2 separate regions of the Mus musculus genome follow, and region 2 is linked to region 1. Evidence: chromatin contacts called from public Micro-C data. All regions are on one chromosome and are shown on one strand. Each heading gives the region's core, a stretch centred on a gene start, on an enhancer-like site or on the middle of the called end of the contact. The rest is flanking DNA. Distances are from core to core; before and after follow the strand shown.

The links. Hi-C and Micro-C count contacts between places; a contact is called where the count stands out from the background.
Region 2: a contact with region 1 is called in a Micro-C map of embryonic stem cells, with 5 times the contacts expected there. The contact joins the promoter of Tmem74b here to the promoter of Sdcbp2 in region 1. A contact is called at or near these places in 2 of 39 promoter capture datasets (embryonic stem cells and neural stem cells), 20 of 484 Hi-C or Micro-C datasets (B cells, the G1E-ER4 cell line, the N1E-115 cell line and 8 more), 15 of 115 datasets of contacts at active chromatin or transcription factors (CD8 T cells, craniofacial prominence, embryonic forebrain and 9 more) and 3 of 9 other capture datasets (adipose tissue, embryonic stem cells and pancreatic islet).

The regions. Positions count from the first base shown.
Region 1 is chr2:151,570,134-151,577,710 of GRCm38.p6, forward strand. It overlaps Sdcbp2 (syndecan binding protein (syntenin) 2), which reads left to right and starts at 2,490. Exons shown (of 9, transcript NM_145535.2): 1 at 2,490-2,571. Gm39959 (a long non-coding RNA gene) reads right to left here and starts at 1,892. Exons shown (of 3, transcript XR_866853.2): 1 at 1,838-1,892; 2 at 114-294.
Region 2 is chr2:151,696,547-151,703,348 of GRCm38.p6, forward strand. It overlaps Tmem74b (transmembrane protein 74B), which reads left to right and starts at 5,462. Exons shown (of 2, transcript NM_001160363.1): 1 at 5,462-5,899.

The sequences.
Region 1 (7,577 bases), core at 1,240-3,739:
TAAGTTCCAGGACAGCCAAAGCTACATGGAGAAACTCTGTTTTGAAAAACAAACAAACAAACAAACAAAGCCACAGACAACATTCTGCCAACATGGAAGCCCAGGTACATTACCTCAGATCAACTTCAAGTGACAGTGGCAAGCTGCAGCCTCCATGTGAACAGAGGATTCTGGACAAGCCATGAGCCCGGAGGGAAGGTTGCAGTGGCAGGCACTGATCTGCCACATTGCTCACAGGGAGTTTCTAAATGAATGGCCACCAGTGTTTTAAACCTCTTAGCTATTCATGCAAGTCTATAAAGAAACAGAAATAAGTCCTGTCATAGCACTGATTCCTATATTAATCGTGAGAACACTTTTTGTAGATCTACTATGTAGGCCTTGCCTTCAGTTAGCCAAGGACTGAATTTTCAGCCTTTGGGACACATGAGCAATACAAGATGATTCTCAGAGTTAGAGGCAAAAGGCCACATCAACAGATATGTCACCAGTCCTGAGATGTGTTCCTTGTGTGGCACTCTGGGCTGTGGGCTCCTCCCAGGCAGGCAGTGTCTCAGGATCTGCTATTGTACAATCTGACCAGGCTCATCATGGGGACTGTGCTGTGAGCCTGCCTGGCCAGCATCCCTGATACCTACCCCACCTTGAGTGGGCACACTGTGTCATTCCTTAGGGGATTTCCTAGCACATGACTCCTGAGTCCCTCTCTAGACACCATCATCCAACTATACCCATCAGGAATTTCTCTTCCTCTTTTTTTTTAACTTGACTTTCATATGAGTAGTGGGTTAAATGTACATTCAAAAGCTTCAAGGTTTAAAAAACATAATAGAGCCGCCAGGTGTGGTGGCGCACGCCTTTAATCCCAGCACTTGGGAGGCAGAGGCAGGCGGATTTCTGAGTTCGAGGCCAGCCTGGTCTACAAAGTGAGTTCCAGGACAGCCAGGACTATACAGAGAAACCCTGTCTCGAAAAAACAAAAAAAACAAAAACAAAATTAAAAAAAAAAACATAATAGAGATATAGAGATGGATTTGGTGGTACACACCTTAAACCTAGCACTTGGGAGGCAAAGGCAGGCAGATCTCTAAGCCTTCAAAGCCAGCCTGGTCTAAGACAGCCAAGGCTACATACAGAGAGCCTGTCTTAAAAAAGAAAAAAAAAAGAGGGACAAAGGAAAAGAAAAAGAAAGTAAACTCTGTCCTATCAACACAGTTCCTTAATTTTCCTAGGAGATTTCCAATTAGATTTTTTTTTGGGGGGGGGGGTTGTTTTTTTTGTTTTTTTTTCTTCCAAGACAGGGTTTTCCTGTATAGCCCTGGCAGTCCTGGAACTCACTCTGTAGACCAGGCTGGCCTCGAACTCAGAAGTCCACCTGCCTCTGCCTCCCAAGTGCTGGGATTAAAGGCATGCACCACCACCCCCGGCTCCAATTAGATTTTTTAAAAAAAAAATCCAAAATACTTACTGCTTTCTTAGGAAAATCATAAGTAAGGCTGGAGGGATGGTTTGATGGGTAATGTGCTTGCTATGCATATATGAGGACCTCTCCACACCCACATGAAAGTCGTGAACAGCAGGTACATTTGCACTACAGGTGCTGAGGCGGATCCCAGGGGCTTGCTGAACAGCCAGGCTAGCTTAAATGGTGAGCACTAGGTTCAGTGAGAGACCCTGTCTTAAAACTAAGGTGGAGGAGAATAGAGGAAGACTGTCAATCTCTGACTTCTACATATACACACAGGCAAAGGCAGTGTGTGTGTGTCTGTGTGTGCCCACACACACACACTTTGCTACCATTATTGGAATCTACACAACTACAAAGTGAAAAGCTCACCAGGGCCTGGAGATGTCAGGCAGCATTTGCTTAGGAGTGTAAGGCTCGGTCCCTAGCATCTCAGAAAGAATGAAAGAGAGCCGGAAAGGGGGTGGGGCTCTCTAGACTTCCTGCAGTACACACTTTTCTGAAAACAAAACCAGAGGGTATGACCTCAATGGTGATTATTCGCTGTCTCAGTATTGTTATATTTCCCCTTGGCACCTTCCTGAAATGATTTAATAATTGTGTCATCGTCTATAGATTGGTGACTCCTTTAACCAGTGTCAGGCATCTGGGATTTCTAGATTGGTTTTACTAAAAGAAACACCATGATGGATCCAGAGACTGCACTGCAATTGATTTCTAAGAAATACACTAGGTTACAACCTGCGGCCATCTTTTAAGGCCCAGGACATCTCTCTCACTGTTCTCCAGTTAACTGCCTATTGGCAGGGTGAGGCCGCCACAGTCGTGCTGACTTCCTCATAGGGCCAAGTAGCCCTAGTTCGCACCCATCTCTACAGCATCTACGCATATCAGCTGTACGCTTTAGCCCCACCCACTCGTGGGTGACTGCTCTGTTTACCGAGCCACACAGGCTTACCTGGGCCCATCCTAGTCCACGGTGAGTCAGCTGAACAAGGGGCGGGCACCACCCTTCCCAGAGCAGGAACCCAACTGGGACACAGGCGACCAGCACATGCCAGGAGGCTGCAGTGGCTGGAGAAGAGGACAGCGTGCGGAGCCAGCAGGTAAGAACAGTCCGTATCGGCTGGGATAGAGGAGCTAAACAAGACCTGCTCACAACCAATTTCTTTCCCTCCCTTGTCCTGTCTTCTAGGACTTCCTAGGTAGGTAAATTCCTTTTAATTTGCTTCACTCTTAGAAGGAAATGGGAACAAAGCTTTCCTTTTTCTGCTCCCTGGCAGGGTTTGGAGGACGTATGATTTTCTGCACTGTTCTATCTTCTACACTTACCTCTAATCTACCCTACATCCATTGGCCAGAAGGCCCTGAAGGCTATGGCTCTCTGATGCTCAGACTTTCCTTGTGGCTCCCTCTCACTCAAGAAGGGTCAAAATTCTCACCAAGCCCCATGAGCCCTCCAGGGTCTGAGCCCCTCCCATCTTCTCTGGTTTCCTCCCTCAGGGTCCTCTGAACACTGGGGGCATGCTCACCCCAGGGTCTGTGCAGTGGGCCTGACCCCCCGGAATGTTCTTGCCCACCCAATTCTTTAAGCTTTTACACAAATGTCTCTCCCCTCCACAGCAAGGCTTCCCTAATCCTACTGCCACCCTCTGCTCTCCACCCCACTTCATTCTCCTCCCCAGTTCTTCCCACCACCTGACACAGCCCACAAAGTCTTGGGGCTTTTTAATCCAGCTCTTCACTACAAAGTCCCTACATCAAAGAGTGATGATTGTGTTCACTTCTTACTGTGGGCATCCAAAACAGTGCCTGGACTTAGGAGGTGGCCCTAGGTGGGATGAGCAGACAGTTATGGAGTTGCCTATTTGTGCTAGGCACTGTGCTAAATGTTCTCCATGTGTAACCCATTTAAATAGTCTTCTCATGCCTAGATAACTCTGCTTAAAGTAACTGTTATTTTACTATAGTTACAAAATAACTATATCGGACATGGTTACAAAATAACTATATCGGACATGGAGCCTAGTCCATTCTTTGCTCTCATAGTCAGAGGCAAGCAGTAGGTTGAGCCTCTCTAAAGCCTGGCTTCTGTTCTGCCTCCCCTGGACCTTCACTGGGAGAACAGAATTTCCTGAGTCCCGTTCCCTCTGGCACAGTATAGCCCTGGAAGGAGGAGGTACATGCTTGTGGCTTAGCAACAGCCTCCTCCTTGCCGATTCACCAGATCCCTGGGCTAATTTGGCCTTACAGAAGCTATTACTCCATCACATTAACCCACGCTTCTGTTTTCTGAAGGATAGATGAGTTGTCCACAGGAACAAGTGGGAGTCCCAGAGTTCCAGCAGTTTGGAACAAAGTGTTCTTATTCTGTAAGTTCAAAGATGGGGGCTAATGGGCCCCTTTCCAGCCCTGCTGATTCCCCAGGGCCTGACTGCTGATATACTGTGTTGTTATTGCTTACAATACGAAGATGTATAGAAAGCTCTGGGATGGAGATCGAACGATAGTGAGGGGAGGGAAGTCCTTGGGAGCAAGTCCCTTCCGAGAGTCAGCTACCTGCAGGAACTGAGCAAGCTCTTGCGCTGTCACACTACTTTCTGTGTATCTCACTAGGGCTGGAGTTTCCCTCCCTACACCTAGTTTTTCTTTAAGAGGCTTTCTACAGGTGGTAAGTGGGAAAATGTTTATCAAGGTGTCAGATGACATTTCTGGGGAGATGTGTACAAACACCTATTCACCTCAAAGAACCAATGGCACACCAACTAAAACAGTGGCTCTCAACCTTCCTAATGCTGTGACATTTAATACAGTTTTCCTCATGTTCTGGTGACCACCCCAACCGTAAATTTTTTTTTTTTTGTTACTACTTCATAACCGTAAATGTGTTACTGTTGTGAATCATGATGTTCTGATGGTCTTAGGCAACCCCTGTGAAAGGATTATTCAACCCCAAAGGGGTTGTAACCCACAGGTTGAGAACTGCTGAACTAAAATAAACTAGTCCATGCTCACTGTGGTAAACCAAGGAGTTTAGTAGGATTAAAGGAGCCTAGGTGATGCAGGCAGTTCCCCCCAGCATTGGTGACAACCCCAGAGAGAAGAACCTCCTCTCCCCTCGCAACTGTGCACTGCTTACATAAGCCTGGGGAGGGCTCTGTGAATCAGCTCTCTGCGCTCAGAGTCTTTTATGCTTCCTTAGGTTCTTGAGTCTCAAAGGCCTCCCACTCCCTCCCAGGAGGGAACGTTGTTTCAATTCGGAGGAAATAGCTACCTACACACTAGGTTTTCGGGATTCTCTGCCCTGTGTCTGCTTTTCTCCTGTTACTCTATGGAGACACAGGGCTTGGCACTAGTGATTCACACTGGCTAGTAAGGATGGCCAGCAAACCAACATAGCATGGTGGAATTTCAGCCTAGGTAATGCAAAAGGGAAGGCCTGGCTCGGAGTATGGACTTCCTAAATACGTGTGGAATGAATAATGACCAGTGAATCCGAAGATCCTTGGGGTTTGTGTGGGTGTAGGGTTTAGGGGCAGGCTTAGAACTGACCAATTCACCACGTGAACTGTGGATGGCATTTAAGGCAGAGGGAACAGCTCTGCCACGGCATGAAGGCATGGATTAGCAAGCTGAGTTTTAAAATCAGCAAGCTATTTGAAATGAAGGGAATGCATGAGTAAATGGGGGTAAGAACGACATGTCCACCAGGGGTCAGTCATGAAATGTTTAAAGTCATGCTGAAATCTGAGATTAATTATGATGTCACCAACAGGTAAAGGCAGGGTCTGAGGGTAAGTCCCTGATTTCTGGCTCAGTTCATAAGAGTATTTGGTGGGGCTGCTATCAAGATTTGGGAACATTTCAAGGTAGTCACCTGAAAGTAATAAATATCCAAAAGGGAATTTATGCCCACGCCTCCCTATTCAGAATAGCACACTCTACTCTCACTGGCTTAAACGTTCCATCCTTCATGGCCACGGGCAAGTCTTGGAGGTTTCCTTGATTTTCTAGCTTTTCACCTGCATACCAATGCCTGAGAGGGTGATTGGTTTAAGTAGGAAGTGATACCCTCGGGCAAGTCCACTTCCCTAGGCAGCAGACGCCCAATGGTTCTAACTCTGGTGGTTGGTGCGTCTGCATCTTCAACTAGGGCAGGTCAAAAGTTGGCGCCAGGCCACAATCCTGAGAGCAAGGCACCAGAAGCAACCACCTAGGGACTTGAAAGCGCTTCTAAATCAAAGGGAGAGGGGATCTCCTTTTCAGAACGAGCAGCGGGGCGGGGTGTCGACTCTTGCTTTCTTCTCCCACCCATTGTAAATCAAATGGTCTGACGAGCATAGAGCCCCAAGGGGCCTTCGGAAGAACCGCGGCCTCTAAGTTTTTTTAGGAATGCATGAGGAGGGCTGCAGAGGCAGGCTGGCCTTCCGGTCGCATATTCCACTGCATTGCGGGTCTCTTTGGAAAGTCTGAAGCCCGGCGCAGGCACATTCTGCAATTCCCGGGAGAAAAAAAGCTGTCAAGGTGACTCCGCAGCCGTGGGGCATCCTGGGAACACAGGCCCCATCCCGAAACCCCGCGCGCGCCCGCACGCAAGTAGACTTGGTGCACATGCGTCAGGGGCACCACACGCAGTAGCTAAGCAGGATTTCTGCGCAGGCGTTATAGACTACAAGCGGAGACGCAGCTTCCGGCTAAGTTCTGAATCCTTGGATAGGGAAGTGAAGGCAGCTTGGGGTCGTGGAAGAGCGTGACGTAGGGGCGTACAGAGGCTAGGCCCTGGACAATTGAGTCTCTCCCGGGTATTCGGTGCATGAAGAGTGCGGTGTCTGACCCACGTGCTTTCATTTTTTTAAAGGAAAGAGACGGTTTGGGATTCATCTTGAGTTACTGCCCAGGCAAGGATGCCTTTTAGTGAGGGGAAGGACAGCAGTTTTCAGTAAAAAGAATTTGTACCATTTCTTGCTAAAGCAGTGATGAAAGTGTTCCAGGAAGTGGGTCTCTGAGCCTGTTTTCTCCCAGAGGGCAAAACGCATCTGCTCCTTTGCTGTACTGTTGGAAAAAAAGGATACAGGTGGCTCTTAGGTTCGCATCCGCATAGTGCATACTGGTGGCAAAGTATAATTTGGTAGATGGTAACTGCTGAGTGTTATTTCAAGGTTAAAAGTCTCCAGGAGGGTGTACATGGTAGGGCAGACCCCAGATGAAGGGGTCTTTTCCTGAAGTTGCTCTAAAAGGAGATTAGAATCATATGCTTCCTGCCCCTAGGAAATTCTTGTCTTAGGATCCCCATTTCTGCCCCCAAAGGCTAGCCTAGGACAAGGAACTGCAGATATCCTAGCAGCCAGGCAGGCAACAAAAATCAGCCAAGGGCTGGTTGGGTACTTGAGTCATAAGAAAGCAGGTACAACCCCATCTAGGAAGGAGTCCTGACCATGCTACTTATATTTTTCAGTACAAATTAGAAGTGACTTTTTAAATTTTCAGATTTTGTTCATGTGTTCATGTCAGATAAGAGGGGCTACAAGTGGGTACATGAGTGAGTGAGATGATTTGGCTGATCTAGGAAAGGAGCTGACACAAAAATACCTTTCAGGAATAAACTTTGTTAGGGGAAAGAGTCTTGAGACCACAGAAGCCATGATCAGGTCTTGACAGGGCAAAACATAAGAAGAGATGATGACTTCTATCAGAGACATGAATGGGGCCTTTAAGGACAGGAGAGGTTTCCCTTTGAAACTTAGAGAGGAACTTCATTAAAAGAGAGAGCTTAAAAGTCAGAAAGACAGCCATTATAGACAGAACAGGGTAGGGGGGCTGTGTCAGAAAAAAAAAATTTTTATATACTTTCAGAGAGTGGAGGTAGTGCCACACCACACGATTTAGTCTAGGATAGTCTATGTGAAAGAGAACACAGAGGAGCCAGGTCCTGGCTAGGACCATAAATCAGGCTGAAGGATTTGGTCCCATAGAGTGATCATCTCAAAGGCGCAGGTCTGTGACCTGACAATTCATATTTAACTACCCAAGATTGAGACATAAGGTGCATTTAGTCCTCTGGTTCTTGATTCCATTCCTAAGAAGGGCATGGTCTTGAAGCAGCAGAACTTTG
Region 2 (6,802 bases), core at 4,212-6,711, 130 kb after region 1:
ACAGTGTAACCCTGATCCTTCCCAGGGTTGCTGTTAATTCAACTGGGTACCCACATCTACAGATGACACTAGGCCACACTTGGAGCTAACCTGCTCAGGAGGATGTAGAACAGGGACCCCTGTGTCACCATGCCTTGCTGTGAGTGGAAATCCTTACGCTCAGCAGAACAGTCCTTCTTGGGTGGGTGCAGGCCAACTCCTGGCTAAAAGGCTTCATGTCCCTTAGGACCTGTTTCCAGATGTGCATAAGTCCTCATGTTCAGGAAGCCCCAAGTGTAATTTCCCATTAGGTAGTTATAGTTTTTACCAGCTGTTGTTAGAAATGAAAATTAATCAACTAACTCAGTTATTAGCCAAGGTTTCTCTAGCCTGCTGCCATAGCCTCCCAGGTGCTGGGATTATAGCTGGGTGCTACCATGCCTGGTAACAACTTTAGTTTTTTTGTTTATAAAAGGGGGAAGGGTTAGATAGTACAGCATTCTCATATATTTCACTTCAAGTGTCGTTAAATTGGGGTTGTGTATTTGTTTCAGTGTAAGAACCAACATGAGATTAGCATTATAAAGTCCAGGTTTTCTTCTGATGCTATAGTTCCTGTGTTAATCCTTTCCTATCCCAGGACACATTTATGTAGTTACTACTTTCTTCCTTAAGCTCCTCTGGCCTGTGGCAGTTTCTTAGCCTGCCCTTGTTTTGGGACAACATTCATAGTTTTGAAGGGAACTACTCAAGTATTTCATAGTCTGTTCCTTAGTTTGTGCTTAGAATCTATGTGATCACATGATTAGATTAAGGTTGTGAGTTGCAGAGGTAAAGGAACAATTAAAATGTTAATTGTGAAAGAGTTGTGTTTTAAAAAGATTTTTGTATGAGTGTTTTGCCTGCATGTATGTATATGCACTATGTACATGCAATTCCTGGTGCCTGAGGAGACCAGAAGAGGGCATCTCATCCCCTGGGACTGGAGTTATAAGCACTTGTGAGTCACCATGTGTGAGAGATGGGAACCTAACCTGGGTCCTCTGCAAGAGCAGAAAATGCTCTTAAACATTGATCTACCCCCCCCCAACCCCTTTTAAGAGACAGGGAAAAAATGTAAATGTACAGAAATCCTCCTGACTCAACATTCTGAATACTAGGACTGCAGTTGTGCACCACCACACCCAACTAACCTATCTTTTTCTTTGCCTCATAACAAGGGTGCACACTAGTATAATAATCCGACTACTAGTATGGACCTGGACCCAGGACTGGCCCAGGTAAATGCACCGGGTTCCTCAGGTTCTTCATAGCTTTCTTCTCCATATACACTCCTGGAAAGGCCACCTCTAGGTACAGTCAGTGTCTGAGGTGGGGCATTGTGTTCCATGCTTTGAGGACCATGGGGCCACAGAGATCAAATACTGTGCAGTAGTTTATCTTTTCATTGATCCATTAGGCTATTTATATCAGGATGGAGTCAGGAATGTGTATGTGATGCTTTCAGTCACAACCCAGAATCACGATTTTGTTTTGTGGCTGAACTTTGTTTCCAGCTTTGGCTGGCAGCACTTTAAGTTGACTTGTGTGTTTTGATATGATCACACCAGTGTGTGTGTGTGTGTGTGTGTGTGTGTGTGTGTGTGTGTGTGTGTGTGTTTGCGTTTAGTATCTCTCCTTTGCTTTTCTTTGTGTGTGAGTGTGTGTGGGGTTAGGGCAAGGTTTCTCTGTGTAGCCTGGCTGTCCTGAAACTTGCTCTGTAGACCTGGCTGGCCTCAAACTCAGAAATCCACCTGTTTCTTCCTCCTAGATGCTAGGATTAAAGGCGTGTGCCACCACATCTAGCCAGTATTCAGTCTTTTTTCTTTTCTTTTTTTTTAATTAAACATTTTTAAGGATTTATTTATCTTACTTCATGTACATGCGTATTTTACCTGCATGTAATCCATGTACTATATGCATACCTAGTTCCTCTGGAAGCCAGAAGACCACACTGGATCCCCAGGAACTGAAGTTATAGATGCTTGTTTGTTGGCTGCCATGTTGCTCGGTGCTGTGAATCAAAACTGAGTCCTCTGGAAAAGCAACCAGTGCTCTTAACTGCAGAGCCATCTCTCTAGCCCTGTATGTATAATTTATTTTATTATTCATCTTATATACTTTCTGCCTCATTGCTCCAAGGAGCCCTGGTTCCTTTTTTTGAAGAATAATATTAGAAACCAAGCTCTCAGGTTCAGCCAGAAAAACACTTTCCTCCAACTTGGCAACCTGAGTTTGATTCCAAGGGTCCATAAGGTGGAAGAGAAGAACTGACTCCCATAGGTACACACACACACACACACACACACACACCACATACACACACATACACACACATACACATACATATACATACACACACATACACACACACACACACACACACACACACACACACATACAAGATTATTTGCAAAAAAAACCCCGTAGGACACACACATACACACACACACACACACATACCATACATACATACCACACATACACACACACATATACACACACATACATAACACAAACACACACACACACACACACACACACACACACACACACAAGATTATTTGCAAAAAAACCCCCGTAGGACACACACATACACACACACACACACACACATACCATACATACATACCACACATACACACACACATATACACACACATACATAACACACACACACACACACACACACACACACACACACACAAGAAGCCAAGCTCTCTGCACTTAGGTGCATTCTTTGCTATGAAGCAAAGAAATTCATATATGTGTAAACCCATGTATATGTACATTTCTGTAAACATTTTAAAACAGATCTTGCCTCAAGATTATTTGCAAAAAAAAAAAAAAGTAATGTGTAGGAGTGTCACACAGTTCCATCTGCCTTCACATTAGCAGATAGAAGCCTTTTCTCTGGGGCCTTCACAGGGGCCTGGGCACCTTTGAGAGCCTGAACTGGAGCTGAAGCCTGGGCCTGAGCTAGAACTATGGCTGTAGCCTTGGTTTGAGCTTGGACTTTGCTTGGCATAGCCTGCAACTCCTGGCCATGCAGAATAGAATCTGCCTCCTAGGGGTGGAGTCAGTGACGAAAGCCAGATGGCTGAGTTTGTGGCTGGGGCCCTTTGGCATCTTGGGCTTAACTGCCTTAGGCTTCTCAAGGGCCTTGATGACCTCTGCACATGCATTCATTGCCTACACCTTCTGTAGGTCTTTCTTGTGCTTCTTGGCAAAGCACGGTTTCCTCAGGAACTTGGGGTCAAACCCCTTAAGAGATTCATATCTTTGTGACTGAGATTTCTTGATGTCGTTTCTGTGCCATTATCAGGATTGGCTGTATAGATGTGGTTCTTGGACTTGGCCACGTCTGCATGGTAACTCACGGCTCCAGAAGCACGTAGGGCTGCTCTGTAAATATTTCTATACATCACCACCCATATCTGTATTAAGCTGAACGTGAGTTCATATTGATATCTCCGATTCTCACCCGCTGCTGCTGTGGGTCATTCTAGCTTTCTCTACAGGGGTCATATTTATCTAAACAGTGTTGCTCAATCACTTGGAATATATTTCTGGTCTTGTAAAACCAAAAAAACCTGAGCTGGACAACCAAAGGTCAAATTCACATGATAAAGGGGATAGAAGGTTAGCTAACTTTCTACTCCGACTCTTCCACGTTGGAGTTCCCCCTGTCCTGAGAAGAACATCCTTCTTGGCCTTCAAGGCTTTGCAGAGACCTGGCACAGCCCCATGTCCTGCCATGCTCCTACCTTGGTCTCCCACTGTGACCATACCCCCTCCATGCCCACGCTCACTGTGCTCCCTTCTGCCCCAAGGCCTTTGTCCACGCTAGTCCTCTGCTGGATCTCTCTTCCTTGCTCTTTAAATACTTGCCATCTATACAAGTGCCCGTTGTGGCCCAGTCCCCTCTTCTGCTAAAATGCTATCCCATCCCCAAGACTCAAGCAAGCACCCTGCCTGAGACGCGCACAGCACAGTGTACCTTTGCTTGTTATCCCTCACTGTGGCTACAGCACTGCCTGTGTGCATCCCTTTTCCTTCTGGAATATCACCGGAGTTTCTTGAGGGCAGGGACGGGCTCTGCTTAGTTGCAAGTATACAACAAGAGCAATAGCTGTGCACCTCTCAATTCTTTATTTAAAGAATAGATATCAAGGGCCCTTTTTAAGTCTCGGGATACACCAGGGAGGGGAACAAAGTCTGTACTATACACTTGGCTCTTTTTTGCTTTGATTTTCTTAGTTTTGATTTTGGTTTTCCAGACAGGGTTTCTCTGTGCAGCCCTGGCTGTCCTGGAACTCACTCTGTAGACCAGGCTGGCCTCCAACTCAGAAATTCACCTGCCTCCCAAGTGCTGGAATTTAAAGGCCTGCATCACTGCTACCCAGCGTGTTACTTATTTTTAAGCAGAAATGATACTGAGCAAAGAAATACACTATCAGGAGCTGATGAATGCCCTAGTGAGAAGTTCTGAGTGAAGGCAAGCAGGGTGCCAGAGCGCTACTCTTTTTAAGAAGATGGCCCAGGCAGGTGGTTCTGAGAAGGTGACATGTGAGCAAAGACTTGAGGGAAGTGAGGGAAGAGAGTGACCACTGAGGATGTGCTGCAAGGCAGGACTATACAGGGCAGGGAGGGAACTGTGGACACTCTAATGGCTGGGATCTCATGGAATTCTTGAGTCCATTTACAGATGGGAAAAGGAGCTTAAAGAGAGAAGTTTGTACGAGGTCATACACCTGCGAGGGGTGGAGATGGCACTGCACAGGAATCTGGTGCCATTGCCAGCTTCCCTGTAGAGATGCAAATCGCTCAGGCCTCTCAAAGAATAGAGGGAGACAGCTTTGGAGGCTCAGCACGGGGCCCACAAGGCTTCCAAGACAACCTTTGTTCTCCTGGTGGGTGAGGACTGGATGCCTTTGGAGTAGGACCAGTGAGCCTTTGACAGTGAGAGAGCGACGAAGCCAGGGCAGGGATTTTCTCACCTTAGCTGTCTTCCTGGATGTCAGAGTAGCCTCCGCTCACACTGGCAGAGTACTCAGGGTCAGCAGTCATGATTCCCTTGGACAAAGGTGGACAATAAGGTTCAGAAAGATGATAAGACTTACTTGAAGCCGGCCACGAAGTTTTCCCGGAAACCATAACCTTCCCTTACTCACCAGACCTCTCTTTGGGCTTGGCCTGGGGCCCCCAAGAGGAAGAAGTTCCCTTTAAAACAGAAACCTGTGCACCTGCACCGGGCTCCACAGGTCAGAGGAGTGCCTAGATGGACGAACCCCAGTGTGTCCCTGAGGAAGCCAGACAGGCTGCCCGGCAGAAGGAGCTTTGCAGGTGGCTTTGGAGCTCAAGAGTGTGCGTGGCCGTGGACAATGACCCAGAAGGACACCCATCAGAAATAGAGGTGGGTAGAGGCTTCGTTTCTGCCTTCACGTGGCGCCCGTGAGCCATCGAGCCCCACGCAAGGATGATACTCCGGATCTACAGACCTTGAAGAGGACCCTGGGTCCTACCTGGGGTGGGTAAAGCATCCCCGGGTGCCGCAGGGTCTCCCCAGAGGCGGGGGAGGGGTCTTCTCCCCCGCCCCTTCCTCGCCTCGCCCCGCCCCTGTACCCAGCGCCGCGGGCTCCTTGCCTAGGGTTTCCCCGGCCAGCGTGCGCGGGCGAGACAGAGGTGGCTCTAGGGGCGGTGGGGGCCGGGCACCCGCAGCCGGCTCCCTCCCCACGCTAACTCTCCCGGCGCCCTCGCCCGCCGCGGGCGGAGCTCGATCGGCGACGCTCCAGGATCCTCCGCTCCCGCCCTGCCTTATCCCTTCCTTCTCGGAGCCCCCCAGCGGCCGACGCGGTGCAGCCCGGCGCGGCGCGAGCAGGTACGTGCGCCCGGGCAGCCGCTGCGGGCGGGCCGGGAAGGGGGCGGGAGCCGGGGAGGGCGAGGCAGCGGCCGGGCCGGGATCTGCGCACACCCTCGGCAGCCCGGAGCTCTGTGCTCCCGCGTGCGGAGACTAGGGAGGCCCGACACGGCTCCGCACGCCGACCGCGAGCCGCCGGCGCAGGGCCCGAGGCGGGGAGTGGCAGCGAAGGACAGCTCGCCTGACCTCGCGGCCCGCCGAAGGACACGCGACCGGGGCTCCGTGGAGCACGCCGGCCCCGCCGAGCCCCAGCCTCCCAGGGCCGCCCCTCTGCGAGCGCTGACCGTCCGGGTCTGGCCTGCTCTGGCCCGTGGCGTATGCGGTCAAGGGCAGGAGCAGGGGGTGTGAACTGCGGGCCGGCGGGCGCGGGGGAGGCGGGAGGCCGGGGTGCTGGGGCTTTCCGCGCAGAACTTTGGGTATAACCGCGTGGACCTGCGTGTATGCATCTGCGCGCCTGAGGCTTTGTGTACTACGAGTGCGTGTGTCTGTCGATTGGGTTTGCGAAGCCTCACCCAGCCTGGCAGTGTGTCCAGCTCCGGGGTGTCAGAGTGCGCTATGGGTGAGAGTGCTGGACTTGGGCAGGTCTGGGTGGATCCTGCTTAGATCTCAGTAGTGCTAGAGGTAGTCTCCATTCCTTTCTCCCTTTCTTCCTCCTTCTCTCATCCCGCCCTCTCCCTCTCCTGATTTTACCCTCTTGTGGGTACCACCACCAGAGTGACCCGAGAATCTGTGAGTCACACTTAGTTCCCGGGTCTGTGGGCATTGCTGTGGGAAGCGTCCCGAGGACAGTGAGTGTGGAACAGGGCGGGGGTGGGGGGGCTCTTGCCTTTCAGGAACTATAGGACTGCAGATACAATTACAATA